Regions from separate parts of the Ovis aries genome. Here region 1 is linked to region 2. A link is a contact called in public Hi-C data. All regions are on one chromosome and are shown on one strand. Each heading gives the region's core, a stretch centred on a gene start, on an enhancer-like site or on the middle of the called end of the contact. The rest is flanking DNA. Distances are from core to core; before and after follow the strand shown.

Region 1 (3,154 bases), core at 449-2,948, 69 kb before region 2:
TGCAGACTGTATACTGTTCACTTCGCTAGGAGGATCTTTCAGAATATCAGACTTTGGTCTAAATGGGGAGACAGAAAAAGAGGCATTTAAAAGATATCTTTGATTTGCCTGCAAAATAACACAGTACTGTACTGAGTCACTCAAGAACTTACTTTGTTTTCTTGTTGGTATTTTTCTTGGTAACACTAGGACTAATTTCTTTATCTTTCTCAGGTTTCTCTTTGTCTTGTTTCTCAACTTTCTCCTTCTTCTCCTTTTTAGGGGGTGGTGGAGTGGCGTACTGTTGGGCCACTTGCTGTGCCACCAGCTGAGAATTGATCCGAGGTTTTCTACAACAGTCAAGAAAAGATGCCTCATTATTTGCTTTATAAATATTTCTTTGATTTTAAAATTTTGGTCTCATAATGTTTAGGTATTTTATTACTGGTATCTGGCAATTCAAACTAAATTATATGGTATTATTTCTACATTATTATTTCTAGGTAGTATGGTTAAGTCCATAAAACCTTTCCTCTTTCAAATCCACTCTGTATACCTTTAATGACATAGACACATGCGCTCAAACAAATACACACACCCCTGTGCAGTCAAGACTTTCAGCCAATAAAACACGATTGCTTCTAAGAGTGCTGAGAACACCACTTCTTTCAGTTGTCAAGATTATACTGACTGACAGCTTTCAAATACTGCTGCTGCAGAGGGTTAATCTCATTTTATTAAATGGACACTGGTAATCCCTTGAAAAGAGAATGAAATTAGAAGTGTGACATTCATTCCTCAATCTAATTATTCCGACTTGGTCTGGTCCCCTGCAGTTCTGTGATTGGCACCACCAACAACACAGAGCAATAGAAGGCAACTGTGGTCATACAAGCTCCCAAGGGGTGAACACTGAAAATCACTATTAAAAAAACATCTTAGAAAAGTGATACATTCATTGTGCCATCAACCATTATGTGTGCGCCAGTCTCCAACTGACACTGGTTTTTAGCACTATTGTTTACAAAGTTTAAAGGGTGCCAAATGTTTCTCACAATTCGTGACCATTCAGACCCAAGTGGCAAAAGGAGAAAGGAAAGCTTAGCACACAATATTAATTTTCAAAGACATTAGCATCTAGATCGACATTTACAATGTAATAAACTCTCTAAGTATAAGGTGTGAAGGTGAAAGTCACTCAGTCATGTCCAACTCTTTGTGACCCCATGGACTACACAGTCCATGGAATTCTCCAGGCCAGAATACCGGACTGGGTAGACTTTCACTTCTCCAGGGGCTCTTCCCAACCCAGGATAGAACCCAGGTCTCCCACTTTGCAGGCGGATTCTTTATAACAGCTGAGCCCCAAGGGAAGCCCAAGGTAGGACACATATATCTAAATTAGGCTCACTAATGAGGTGAAGCAACTGCCGGCCACCATGTAACAACCCCCCTCAGACCCTATATCCCACTCTGCTCTCCACAATGAGACACTGGCCGAAGAAAAGTAACTGGACAGATGAGCTCTGGCTCATCCATGAAAGAGCCAGTGGTAGAGGAACGGAAACGGAAGGAAAAAATCAAAAACAAACCTAGGAAAAACAAGTTTCTTTTAAAAATAATCATGCCATTAAAAAAAAAACAAACTGCTAGGAGCAGGACACACTGTCTGAAGCAGCTCTTGGGAGAGGGTGTGACGTGGCGAAGGAGAAATACAGGGTGAAGAGGGGACGGCCGCCTACTCCACAGCTTCGTCAAGGGCCCTGCTAGGGGAAGCCCCTGGCTTTTGTCTGAGCGTCTCGGTGCTGGTTCCACGGTCATGTGGCTTTGCAGGAAACCGATGAACAAAGCATCAATCCCAGGGCAAGTCTCCTATGGTCTCCAGCAAACATGCCTTGGCAATGGATGGCACACAATGAAAGCCAGTCACAGGCACAGCCACCTCAGGCTGGACCACAACCACCAACAGCCTCACCTGCTGCTGGGCAGGGACTCAAACACAGATGCGTAGTGCAGCAGGCAATGGGAGGAGGTGCTCACGCTAAGGCCCTGCCCTATCCCGTGAGAGGGAACTTTCCTTTTTCACAGGTTTGCTTCCTTGGTGGCTCAGACAGTAAAGAATCTGTCTGCAATGCAGGAGACCCGGGTTCGCGCCCTGGTTAGGAAGATCCTCTGGAGAAGGGGATGGCAATCCACTTCCCTATTCTTGCCTGGGAAATCCCATGGACAGAGGAGCCTGGTGGGCTACTACAATCCACAGGGTCGCAAAGTCAGACACTTACTTAACAAAGGCAGCAGCAGCCTATTCTACTCCTTTAAAGAGGAAGTGTATCTGTTAATACTTAAGAGAGAAGATAATCACCACTACAAGTCATTTCACAAGTACTCACCAGGGACACAAACAGATCAGATCAGTTGTCTACAGGGATTACCAGGCAGTTTAAATCAGAGTAAAAAAACAAAATAGAATTGTCTTACACTAACCAATACTCAAGATGAAACAACTTAATCAGAGTTTAACTAACTATATAACAAAAAGCTACCTTGATGGAGAATTTCAATTAAGCTCATATGTATACTTCAGAATGACGAGAGGACAGCGGGACAGCAGTCCAAGACCACCTTCAACAGACACTCAATGGCACACCAAACCCTTGCCCCAAAGAACCCCTAGGCTCGCCCACCAGGCCTGCCCAATTTGTTATGGGGGGCCTGTCTCACTCCAGGCACATCCTATGATGTTCTACAAGGCTACTTCCCACACCACTATGTAACTATCAATCAAATGTACACTCCTGAACGGCACGACTGCACCTGAATCTTCTTTGTCACTAAGGCATTCAGCACAGTACCAGGAACCCAATAGAATTACCTCCTGGTTGAATGAAGAATAAACAAACACTGCAAAGAAAGACAAAGTACGATAAGGACTGAGAAAAAAGCCCAAGCTCTGGTGATCAGGAGGTCACTGCTGACTTTTAGGAGAGCAAGCCACATGAGACTGGGACTGCAAAAGTGAAAGGACGACAGGAGGTCAGCGGAATAACCTAGAGGTGGCCAACAGGATTTTTTTGGAGAAATGTCGCAGTGAGGTAAAGATGGTCCTGCCACTACAGAGAGGGGTCAGCACGGCTGGAGGAGATTTCCACAGGAAAGGGAGGCTGAAGTCACATGT
Region 2 (3,024 bases), core at 270-2,769:
TCTCAGGGAAGAGAAAAATAAATCAGGATAGGCAAATTAAAAACATTCTGCACATGGCAAAAATAAAAGGTCCAATGTCCTACAATCCATAGCAAAAGTACTGCTTCCTGTCTTTTGGAGCCAATACCAATAAGCCAATGGATACAAGTGTCAAATAAATCCAGCGTCTGTTTGAAAAAAGACGAAACCTGGGAAAATTCTCTCCCATAAATCACTCAGTGAACACGAGGCTTTGCACCCAACATGAAATTACACACAATCAAAACCACACAACAACCCCCCCCCAACCTGCAAATGCAGAAAAAGCTGTAATCAACAAGTTGGAAAGAGGGCAGAAAGTAGAGCTCACAACCCTCTCCCCAATCTTGATTTAAAAAAAAAAAAAAAGTCCTCTAACAAAAGGTAATAGAGATCTTCAAGTACCTGGTGGAGGTGCCTTTCCTCACATCGCAGATACTGCATTTAAAGGCTTCGGCGCTGTTTCTGAAGGTGCAGACGCTACAATCCCAAAAGCCTTCGTCTGCGGCAGGTTTTGCTTGTCTTTTTGGCCTTCAGAAGAGTGAGGAGAGGGGGAAAGGGGAGGGAAGAGTCAGGGAGCAGGAAAAAGGGGGAGCGACAGCAAAAACACAGGCGCTGGTGAGCCGTCGTAATTTCCCAGGAATCCGGCGCTGGAAACTTCTCTAAGACGACCACCCACCCACCCTTTTCAGGGCCAAGAGGAGGGACCGGGGGAGGGGATGGGGCGCCCCCACCGGCACCCTGCAGCCTCCGGGCCCGGGCTGTGCTGCCTCGCACAGTAGGCGGCGGCGGCGCCCCGGGAAGGGCCGCGGCGGGCGCAGGAAGCGGGCGGACTTGTGGACTTGAGCGTGGGGCTGGGGGGGCCGGGAGGGGAGCCGCGGGCCGGATCTGGAGGGGGCGCGCAGGGGCAGCCCGAGGCCGGCGGCGGGGAGTGGGCTGGCTCCTTCCCTCTCCCCTCCCATGCTCGCGCCCTCCCTCCCTCCCCACCTGGTTAAATCTCCCTTTGTCTGGGAGGAGTGGCGGCGGCGGCGGCGGCGGCGGCGGAGGGCGGCTGAGGAGGAGCCGCCATGGCTGCGGCGCGCACGGCCGCCGGCCCCGAGCGGGAGCGACACCGCCTCCCGCCGCCGCCGCCACCGCCCGCCGCCGCCGCCTCCCCCCGCCCCCGGATCTCCATCTTAGCAGCGCCTCCCCCCGCCCCGGGTGGCTCCGGGGCCTAGTCGTCGCCGGCCCCCGCCCGCCCCCAGCCCTCCCTCCCCTTCCGCCCCCTCGGCTCGGAGCAGGTACCTGGTCGGGCTCTTCTTGTCGCCCATGGTCATGGATGGGCTGTACCCCCGCCCCCCCCAAATCCGACACCCGCGCTGCTCGGAGGAGAAACGCCGTCCGGAGAGTCGTCGCGGACCGGCCCCCCTCCCTCCCCCGCGCCCGCCCGCCCGCCCTCAGCCGCTGGGGCTCGAGCTCCGGCCGCCGCCGACGCCGCCGCTGCCAGTCTCCGGACGAGACTAGTCCCCGCCAGCGCCGCCTCCGCCGAGTGACTGACGAGGGGCGGGGCCGGGCGCCGCGCGTCACTCGCCGGGCGGCCAATGGGAAGGCGGCGGCCGGCGCCGCGAGGGCGGGGGCGGGGCGCGGGGGAGGGCGGGGCGTGGTGGACGTGGGACGGGCCGTCGGTGTGCGTGCCCCGGAGTGTGTGCGCGCTGGGGGCGCGCGTGCCTGCTGGTGGCCCCGCGGCCCGGCGTGGCGGAGCGTGCGAGCCCGGCAGGGCGCACGTGGCCGCGCCCGGGTACCCACTCTGGGCTTTGGCCCCCGCGCGGCCGCCCCGTAGGGCTGTCGCAGGGCCCCGGGCCCCAAAGCCGCCCCGGGGAAGTAGTTGGGCGCAGTTTGCGCGAGCCGCTAGGGCTTTCAACCGCCGCGACGCTCGCAACGCCTCGAGGCTTGCAGTGCCCCCGGAGCTGGCAGGGCCTCTTTGGGCCCGGGTTCCCGTGCTCCCTTCTGCTCCTCTGCCACGCTGAGCTTTGTACCTGCCTCTCGTAAATTCCCTGCCTCGAGTCGATAGACCGCCCCGAAGCCCCTTTCCAAGCCCTTGAAGCAGGAGGGAATTGTGCGGAAGAGGTGTGGCACAACTAAATGTCCCCCAGGGCCCGACACTCTGCTTCTGCTTGAACCCCCCACCCCCACCCCCCGAGCCTAAATGGGGCGTTTCCCTAGGGAAGTTACTGTTCAAATGCCAGCAGCCACATGCCAGCAGTTTAAACCTTGTACCTCAGTGCCCGTCTCCTCTTTTGGTTGTTTGGAAAATTCAGGGACTTAATGCACGAAAGCAAGCAGGTCAGTACCTGGCACTTAGAAAGGACCAATAGAAAGTAGTGGTTGAGAACTATTATAACTGGGCCTGGGTTGTGCACCATTTCCCCTGCTTTAGAAGCTTCTTGGAGGCCAGGAACAAGTAGTACCCTTTACCTTTTAGCCTGCTCCAAGAAGGCTTGCCAAGTTGACTTGAACGTGACTCAGGCCCCTCTGCCCTCAGGCAATGGGGAATCATGGTAGAGGTAGGACCCAGATGATAAGATAAAAAGCTTGGCTGGGTGGGGGTAGGGACAGGGCCAGAGGATGCTGCTAAAAATTGAGGGGTGGGGATAGGGGTGTGGAGGGAAAATAAGAGGGGCTCTCAGCTTCCACTGAGATAGCTCCCCTCCCCCCAGTTTGTATGCAAACGCAGAATGGGCTGTTATCAAGGCTGCCCTATAAAAGGGAAGCTGTCCAGGGCAGGACACCGGGGAAGCTAACTTCCCTGAGACAGAGTACCCACGGAGCAAGAAGTCCTAGGATCAGTCCAGGGATCAGAAGAGAGAGAACGTAAGAGGGAGGGAATGTGTCAGTGATAACCTTGATCAGCACACGGTGTCCTTGCCGGGGAGGCACACCCTGGAGGGCCAGGAGGGACAACACTGTTAGGCAGGGTCAGCAACCTCCCCGGCCAACCTTCAGGGAGAAAAGGAGGAAGAGGAGGAG

Evidence for each region. Hi-C and Micro-C count contacts between places; a contact is called where the count stands out from the background.
Region 1: a contact with region 2 is called in a Hi-C map of liver, with 2.0 times the contacts expected there. The contact joins the enhancer-like site here to the promoter of RYBP in region 2. A contact is called at or near these places in 2 of 16 Hi-C or Micro-C datasets (blood and liver).

The regions. Positions count from the first base shown.
Region 1 is chr19:29,367,260-29,370,413 of ARS-UI_Ramb_v3.0, reverse strand. RYBP (RING1 and YY1 binding protein) reads right to left here. Exons shown (of 5, transcript XM_027958165.2): 3 at 153-329; 4 at 1-58. Among named protein-coding and RNA genes, the nearest start is that of RYBP, 69 kb to the right of the region's middle. Within about 2 kb of position 1,698, at least 9 of the 54 cell types and tissues checked have an H3K27ac peak or open chromatin away from gene starts, as enhancers often do. A contact at or near this core is called in liver, where this site is marked.
Region 2 is chr19:29,298,047-29,301,070 of ARS-UI_Ramb_v3.0, reverse strand. It overlaps RYBP (RING1 and YY1 binding protein), which reads right to left and starts at 1,519. Exons shown (of 5, transcript XM_027958165.2): 1 at 1,303-1,519; 2 at 424-549. The coding sequence starts at 1,334.